Regions from separate parts of the Mus musculus genome. Here region 1 is linked to region 2. Evidence: chromatin contacts called from public HiChIP or PLAC-seq data. All regions are on one chromosome and are shown on one strand. Each heading gives the region's core, a stretch centred on a gene start, on an enhancer-like site or on the middle of the called end of the contact. The rest is flanking DNA. Distances are from core to core; before and after follow the strand shown.

What was found. HiChIP or PLAC-seq counts read pairs in DNA pulled down with a chosen protein or histone mark.
Region 1: an H3K27ac HiChIP or PLAC-seq map of embryonic stem cells shows a contact between it and region 2, with 6 read pairs. The contact joins the enhancer-like site here to the promoter of Opcml in region 2. A contact is called at or near these places in 2 of 39 promoter capture datasets (the 3T3-L1 cell line and hippocampal neurons), 2 of 484 Hi-C or Micro-C datasets (cerebellar granule neurons and cerebral cortex), 1 of 115 datasets of contacts at active chromatin or transcription factors (embryonic stem cells) and 2 of 9 other capture datasets (adipose tissue and liver).

The regions. Positions count from the first base shown.
Region 1 is chr9:27,883,642-27,888,299 of GRCm38.p6, forward strand. The region is part of intron 1 of Opcml (opioid binding protein/cell adhesion molecule-like); the gene reads left to right. Among named protein-coding and RNA genes, the nearest start is that of Opcml, 95 kb to the left of the region's middle. Within about 2 kb of position 2,095, at least 13 of the 459 cell types and tissues checked have an H3K27ac peak or open chromatin away from gene starts, as enhancers often do. A contact at or near this core is called in embryonic stem cells, where this site is marked.
Region 2 is chr9:27,789,909-27,794,031 of GRCm38.p6, forward strand. Opcml (opioid binding protein/cell adhesion molecule-like) reads left to right here and starts at 1,391. Exons shown (of 8, transcript NM_177906.5): 1 at 1,391-1,538. The coding sequence starts at 1,478. Gm39314 (a long non-coding RNA gene) reads right to left here and starts at 1,161. Exons shown (of 3, transcript XR_870601.1): 1 at 1,078-1,161.

The DNA.
Region 1 (4,658 bases), core at 845-3,344, 94 kb after region 2:
TTAAGTGACTTGAGAAAGTTTTCTTTATTCAACAAATATATGATATACAACTATATAATATCCTCTTGGTGTGTCTGTGTCTTCTTCCTCCCTCCCTTCCTCCCTCCCTTTCTCCTTCATCTTTTGAGTCTTTTACTGCCTAATCAATTGTTGAAAACTCCTTACTTGTATGTTTGTGCTTCTTTTTCAGCCGGTTTGGCTGCACATACACACTTGTACATTTGTATACACAGATTTGAGCATCTAACCTTGCAGTTAGATTCATAAAACTTACTTTGATTGTGTCTCCCTACTGAATTCTATGCTTTATTCTGCTTTATCTTATTTAATTCTTTACATCTTAATGATCCTGCTTTCTGCTTTTCATGTCATCCTGTCTGACTCAGAGAACTGTCCCTGTGAAGTATGTTGTTTGCTTCACCAATGATCAGTTGCCTGGCTCGTTGACACCAGCTGGGAATCTGACAATTGAAGGTGGTTGTGGTATGACCTGAAGTTAGTGTAGATTCCAAACATTAAATGTTCAGTCCCATGAGATGATTCACATCTCAGAGGCTCAGCTCTGGTCTATGCTACCTGTAGGGGACCAGGATTCCTTTCTAAAATTTCACAAAGTGAATTGCTTGCCATTCCCAACTTATTGCAAAGGGCACAATCTGGAACAGGCTAATGGACAGAGCCAGGACACAGTCCTAGGTTTAAGGACCCAGGCTTCAGAGATGCTTTATTGTCTAGGCCTCTTGCCTGGTGTCTTGGTTACTGTTATTGTTGTGAAAAGACACCATGACCAAGGTAGCTTATACAAGGAATTTAATTGGGGCTTGCTATGGTTTCAAAGGTAAGTCTGTGATCATCATAGCAGGAGCTGTGGCTAGACTAAGAACAGACCCAGCTGCCAGCAGCCAAGGCTAAAGGTGATCACAAGCTGTGAGATTCCTAAAGTTTTAACAGAACAGCAAGATTAAATCATGATTAAGTAAGAACTCATTCAGGAAACACAATTATTTCCCAGTGCTATAGAACTTTATAACCAATTTTGGACTCTAAGTCTCAGATTCAATCATGAAATGGGTCTGTGCTCCAGGTTACCTGACAGTATAGTAAGAGTTAAGTAAAACCTCCATGCCTGAGAACTTAGAAATACTCTTAGTCCCTATGCACCACCAGAAGCCGAGTGACCTTGGAACTGATCCCTAGAACTGGAGTGACCGAGAATTGTGAGCCACCATGTAGATATTAGGAAGCTAACCTGGGTCCTCTGTAATAACAAATGCTTTTAACCCTTGAGCCATCTCTCCAGCTCCTATCTAGACTCCTGACTGAAGGTTTTGTTACATAGTTGTGATTGATCATGGTGTTATGCTACATCCACTCCAGTAGTGACCCACGTGACAGGCCCAAAAACCTGGACGCAGTCCCAAGGAGAAAAGTTCACAGAAACTCAGTCTCCTGGAACCATGGCATCCTGTAATAAGGAATACTCCAAATTTGTCCTTTTTTTAGTCGATGAGTGGATCTGTGTGCTTTCCTTCAGTATTGTTTTATTATAAGAGCCTCTAAGGATTGATTTTGACATATAGATAAGTTAGATTAGCCTTCACTAGGGTTCCAATGACCTAGGAAGAAGGAAGGTTGTAGTCTAAGAAGGAACTAGAGTAAATACTTAGAACTATAGATAGAAGAGTCACTCCCGTACACAGGAATTTACAATGGCCTAGGGGGAAGGTGGACTATACAATAGACTAGAATTGGAACTATGGCAAAGGCATGAAGCCCTTGCCCCAGGCTTCTAAGATGACCTTAGGTGGGGCTGCTTTTGATCCGGGTTGGTTCCAGTTAGCTTTTAGTATGCATTCTTCTGTTTTGTTGTAAAAGTCATTTTGCATCAGATAACTTCAGTGTACCTTGGATGGCCTTAATATATCACTTAACTTCTGTGTTTTCTGTAATATATAAGACTGATGCTCACTTTGACAAATTACACTCAGATACCACACTCCCTTGTGTCCGTGTCTGTTTGTCACCCTTTTCTCACCGACTCCTGCCCACCTGTAAATGGAACCCTGATTTCTCCCGTGGATTGAGGGGGGCCGACTGAGGCCTGTCTGTGGCAGTGTTAGAAATCAACTCAATCTCCAACCTCCTCCCTTCCCTAGAGATGGAATGGACAGAAATTTCCACCCTTCTAAGCACGATTATGTCTTTTGGGAGACCATCTATCTTTCTCAAGCTACCTGACTTCTAACAGTTTCCTTATTATAATACCAGACACTCAGCATTCCTATAAACCAAGGGCTATATTTCCAAAGGAGGCAATGATGATCTAATGAATGTCTCTTGTATCACATTATACAAATGTTGTCTATACTAGGTCTTTTAACTTCATTGGGGTTTGAATATTCTTCAAGAAGCTATATTTTTATTTTCTGTTGAAAATGAGCATTTGGGGGTTTTATTTTTTTATTATTCCTTCTCTTCCCTCCATATACATATGTGTGTAATAGTCATTATATATTCATTATATTTACCTCTAGTATATAGTTTATGTGCCCATTTTACTCTCTCTCGTGGTTATTTCTTTACTTTTTATAATTCTAGCATTCCTGTCAGCAATGATGGTATTTCTATCTTCCTCTTACATAATAATAGAAAGACTAGTGTTCTTACACTTCCCACTGCCCTCACTGACAGGCTCTGCTGCAGAGTACATCTGGATCCAGATGGTAGTTTTACACATTTTTAAAACATCAAGCATCAGCAGTTTCTTCAACTCAACTAGAACTTCCAGTGTTTTAACTGATCGCTACTCTTTTTTGTCTGGCTTTGTGTTTAGTTCTTTTTACATTTTTCTGACATCATTTTCTCCAGATTATTTGTAGGTAGCAAAATGAACAAGTATTTTACAAATGCAAAAAATATCATTCTTTCCCCATACTTAAATCCAGATTATAAATCAGATGGGCCTTGAATCTGGATTTAAATGACAATGTTTGTTATTTTCCAGTAAATGACCTTTTTAATGAGACAGGAGGAAGACACACACACAAACACACACACACACACACACACACACACACACACACACACCTGCCATCATTTCTCTTTATCGCTTTCTCAGAAATCCCTTTTGTACAGCATTTTTGATAGTTCACTGTGATGTTTAAAGCTGTGGATCTTTTCAAACTCATCATTTTGGCAGAAGGCAGAAGATTTATGTGTTTTCAGTTCTTAGCACGTTTCTTCTATATTGTAAAATCTACCACATAGTCCCTACTTGTTTTTCTTATGTATGATTTTGTCAGAGAATACTTAGCTTGATCTTCTAGTTTCCAAATCGCTTCACCGACTTCATTATGATATTTCAATGTTTGTTTTACTTCCAAGATCATACATATGTTTTTGGTGAAAAATCTAGACTTTTCTTTTAAAGTAAAGTCTGTTGTTTTTCTCTGTCGTGTGTGTGTGTGTGTGTGTGTGTGTTTACATGTGTGAGCATATGTGAATGTGTGCACATGCAGGCTTGAGGCTGATGTTGGGGATGTTGGGGTTGTTAGACTGTTCTTGAACCTCATTCACTAAGGCAGGGTCTCTCAGTCAAACCCAGGCATCACTGTGAAAAAGGGGTTATATTGTTGGGGAAGTAGGTAGAACGGTTGAAGGCATTTGACTTCAGGCAGTTTGGCTCTCATGAATTATGTATCCCAAAGCCTAGTTTCTTAGCCCCTCTTTGGACCAGTTACCATACAAACTGCTTCTCAGAGATATAGATACCTCAGTGCCCTGCTGGCTTGGTGGACAAGTAGGACAGTGGTGGAGGGGTAGTAGCCCTAGGGACTCAAGAACATGTTTCAAATGCCTGTATATTCTTCTTTTTTAAAAATCATGTAATCAGAAGTTCTTGGATTTCCTGTTTCATTGGTAATTTCTTGCATGAATTAGGCTCATATTTTATATGGCACCTCCTCCTTCCAATATGTACACAATTCTGATACTATTTCCTTCCTTTTAGTAAATGATCTCTTGTAAAACTCTTGCCTGACACTGCTCTTACTAGCATTTTTTTTCCCACGTAGCCTACCTCTTTCCTTTTCCTTTGCCCTTTCCTTTCACATTCTTTATTCTAGTATGGGGAATCAAACTAAGGGCCTTGATCATACTTGACAGATGCTCCACCACTGAGCATTGCTCTCGGCCCTCCTACATGGCTTTCTCCTCACTTCATAGGATTTGTGTTGGGTTAAAGAGTGTATTCATTTGAGCTAGGGATGGCCTTTTTCAGGCTTTGGCTTCTTTCAGGATGGGACTCTTCTGAGAAGTAAAAGACTTAGATTTTTCTAGCTCTCTGAGGGAAGATGGTCATTTATTTATCATTTCCCAGCCATTCACTGACACTCTCCTGGCAATGTACTGAGAATAAGGATGTATGATTTAGGTCCTTCCACATATAGAATCAGGCTCAGTTGTATACTTTGAAATGTGTCACATAATAAAAAAGAATTATGGTTCAAAAGGTGATAGTGTGACTAAATCTCCCCTTAGTGGAAGCAAGGGAAACAGTTTCATTGCTAAATTGACTTTTGGATGGCTCAATCAAGAAATAGAAGTTTGAGAATTTGGGTGGGGACAGGTAAATGGAGCAGGGGATGACAGTCTAAGCA
Region 2 (4,123 bases), core at 141-2,640:
CCGTAATATCCAGTGCTCTTCTCACTGCCCTTTCACAGAGTTCAGGGGCCATGCAGCAGTGTGCAATTCACATTCCAGGGAGGACAGATAGAGTGTGTTTTGGCTGCCTTCTGTAGTGTTCCTATAAACTATGATTACACAGATGCAAATTGGATCATGGTGAAAGAAAGAAAGAAAGAAAGAAAGAAAGAAAGAAAGAAAGAAAGAAAGAAAGAAAGATTATTATTCCCTAGGCACTCAAGCCTCTTCTCTTTTCTTCCCCCGTCAGTCATTGGCCATTGAAGGAGGTGAAGGATGGCTGGCCCTCTGTTTCAGGTGAGCAGCCTGCAACTTTTTTTTTATTTAAATCTTTTGAAGAAAGAAAGAAAGAAAGAAAGAAAGAAAGAAGAAAGAAAGAAAGAGAGAGAGAGAAAGAGAGAAAAGAAAAAAGAAAGAAAAAAGAAGAAAGAAAGAAAGAAAGAAGAAAGAAGAAAGAAGAAAGGAAAAGGAAGGAAGGAAGGAAGGAAGGAAGGAAGGAAGGAAGGAAGGAAGGAAGGAAGGAAGGAAAAGAAAAGAAAGGTCAAAGTCACAGGCATGGCTGTGAGCCTTCTTCTGAGGACTTCTGCAAGTCTCTTCTTCCTTAAGACCTAATCTGGATGTCCCTATCTAAGTGTGCTGGGATCATGGCAATTGTTTGGGGTTTTGTCTTGGTAGAATTCCCTAATGCTCTAATTTGGGGGAGCTGGCTCAAATTAGATTCCCTGTATCTTTGATGAGAAAAAAAAAAAAAACCTGAACATGTCCATTTTCCAGCTGGGGAGTTAGGCTGCTTTCAAGTACTCTTGCTGGCGGGATGGGGACTTGATGCCTTTGAGCAGCCTGTGAGCAAAGCTCTGGCTGCATCCTGGGCTGGAGACCAGGAAGAAGGAATGATAAGGTCTTGGCATGAGCATTAGTCAATTTCTGCCAGGAAGCAGCCCTTTCCTGATCCTTGTGTCCCGAGACCTGCTGGGGTAAGATTTAGGAAAGGGCATTAGACCCCTCCTGCTGCCCACCCAGGAGCGGGTGTGCCCATGCGAAGCACACTGGCATACTCACACAGATCCCAGCAGTACTGCTGCGCGGTGAGGGGGGTGCGCAAGGGACAGGCTTCAACTCCCCTCGGAGTGGAGCCTTCCCAACAGGAAAGTCTCCCGGTGTCGCTCAGGAGAGTGGAGCCAATATGTGGCTTGGAGGTGGTCTGCTGTGCGCCCAGTGAAGATTGGTGCTAATGATTCTTAGCAGTTGTGTGTATGTGCAAGGGGAAAAAAAATCAGAGACGCTGTCTGCCTGCTCCCATCTCGCGCGCTCTCTCTCTCTTCTGCTCTCTCCCTCCCTTTGCAAACATTGGATTTAAACCTGCTCAGAATTCAGCACAGAGGAAGCAGCCTCGGTAGCAGCAGCAGTAGCAGCAGCACCAGCAGGAGCTAGCCGGGCCGCCGCGCACCACAGCCTCGAGATGTACCATCCCGCCTACTGGATCGTCTTCTCGGCCACCACTGCCCTGCTCTTCATCCCAGGTACCCAGCAAAGAAGGGTGTTTTCTCTCTCTGAGCAATGATGCCGCTGCTAGGGCAGAAGGGGAAGAGGGAGAGGCAAGGAGGAAAAGAGGGAGTGTAAGAGGCATGTGAGTAAGATAGGCTTGCCGCGTGTGCACACACACTCACTGGCTAGCTGGCTCTCAGGCAGACAGATGCCCACAGCAAGCGATTTGCTCCCTTCTCGGGAGAGCTGGGTTCGAGATCCGCACCGTGCTGCAAGGCGCTGCTGGTTCTGTGAAAGGCACAACTGGCATTGACCAGCTGTGGTCCCAAGGGTGACAGAAGAGGGGCTTAAACTCCGGGGCGCAAAAGCCTTCTTGAGCGCTGCTGTCGGGACCTGCAGCAGGAACTGGCATCCCGCTCAGTACTGGTCTCTGTTTTTCTGAATGTAGTAATCTCTGCGTCTCTGTTTCCTATGCTTTTTTCTTCCCCCCTTCCTGTTTTTTTTTCTCTCTTCCCAACGTTCTCTCCTCTCTTCTTTTCCATCCTTCTGAACCCTTCCCTTGATTCCCACTGCAGATCCCTACCTCCTTGTTTGCCTTCTCATTCTTTCACGAATTTTTCTCTACTGCATTTTTTTTTGTCTTAACACAATCCTTCCACCACCTCTTGTCCTTTCTTTATCCTTCCACCAAATGGGCAGATTGTGCCTTTGAAATCCACTTTCTCCTTCCTAATCATCACATCACAGCAGAGACATAAATTTTCCCTAGTAGATTTGATCTGGTCCAAGCCGGGCGAATGTTGGGAAATCTAATCCCAGTGGAGGGTTGCTAGAGTCCCAATGGTGGGCAGAGATGTTAATGCAGTGCTCTTTCTCACAGCACTTACTTGTTTGGGCAGACCAAGTCTGCAGTGACCCAGGTAAGATGCTTCAAGGCAACCTTCGCAACCCTCCCCAGTCAGCCTGCTAGACTCCTTGCAGACTCCCGCACATCTTAATAGGGTTGGTAATTGCTTCAGAGCCTTCTGCAAGCAGAGGACCATGCCTGCAGGCATCTTTCACACAATGCTGAAGGGGCTTGGAAGGCTTGCCAACATTTTAGGCAGCATCAAAGGGTCTCTGGGTCTTCCACACTAAACCTCACCCTTTAGGGGGCATTTCTTCCTCTCTCTCTCTCTCTCTCTCTCTCTCTCTCTCTCTCTCTCTCTCTCTCTCTCTCTCTTCCCTCTCTCTCCTCATGTTGCAAATGGAGATAGCATGTTTTCCGTTAAACATTAGCTTAGACCTAAATTCCCTTACATATGTACAGACATGAATGCCAATATTGTTAACCCTCACGTTCATAGGTGAAGCACATAATTCTTCATTTTATATTCAGGATGCCTCGGTGAGGTTTTCTTCCCTTTCATTTAAACCTAATTCTCCAAAGTTCTTCTAAGCTAACAAAGAAAATTAGAAAAAAAGAAAGGAACTTATTGGGATGAAAGAGAAAACTGATGATTTTTTAAAAAAGAAAAGATATCCCTTGTATAATGTTGCACCACTTTATTAAATACATTTTAATTCATTTGGAAATTTTATGCCTCCCCATTAAGTTTTGAATTCTATTTCTCTGAGAAGAGATGGGTTCCAAACCAAATTCCCAGATGTCTTTTGGGGCTGGCAAGTTCAGAGTTGGGAGGGTGTCCCTTTTCTTTTTCTAGGGTCTCCAGTGTTCCAGTGGGAGTGGGGAAAGCCACAGGCAGAGCCCAGTGCTCAGTACCTGCTTGAGCCTGGTAGAGGGAGCCAGGTGGGTGCTTCTGGTCCTCTGCAAAAAGAGAAACTTTCCTGAGAGTTCAGGAGGAAGCTCATCACGGACTAAGACTAATCGCTCCTCCCACTGTGGTTCTAGGGGCTTGGGTTAGGACCTTCCTGAGGACTGGGTGGTGAGGATGGGTAAAGGACGCACTTCACAGGGTCTCTGCATCCCTTGTGTCTGTCCTAAGGACAGAAAGTGAGTAAGACCAATGGGCTGAGTTTGGGACACAGTGCACCCCAAAGGAAGCTACAAACTGGGTTGAAACTTTCCTCTAGCGATATCCTAGTACCGTAAAGCACTAGGGGTCAGGGAGTCCTGGCTTACAGCTATAAGTCATATTCTACCATAGACTTTTTCAAGGGGCTTCCACCTGCACTTCCCAAGCCCTGCCTGGGTGTGAGGTGAGGGTGACAATCCAGCTGCAGTTATTTGGGAGAGTAAGATAAACATCTGCCTAGGGTTGCCTTTACCCCAGTAGGCAGGCTTTACTACCTTACTCCGAGGGATGCTCTCAGGTCTGAGCATCCCTCTGAGATCAGGAATAGGGAGGAAGAAAAGTTGGTGTTAGTGGAAAGAAGGGAAAGAAGACACCCAAGGCCTCCAGCGGGGTCCGAAAGGCCTGTGGCTCCTCATAGCTCGCATCCTTTACTTGCTTCAAAGTCTTCGTACTTCTTTTTAATTTTTTTCTTTTGTTTCGAACCCTGCCTTCCCTCCCCAGAGGTTGGCACCAGCTTGTTAGCCATGTACTTTCCCAGCAGGTAAAACCAGGCTAATGTGATCACAAAACCTTGACCTGGTTAGGCCTCCGTGCTATCTCAGTCT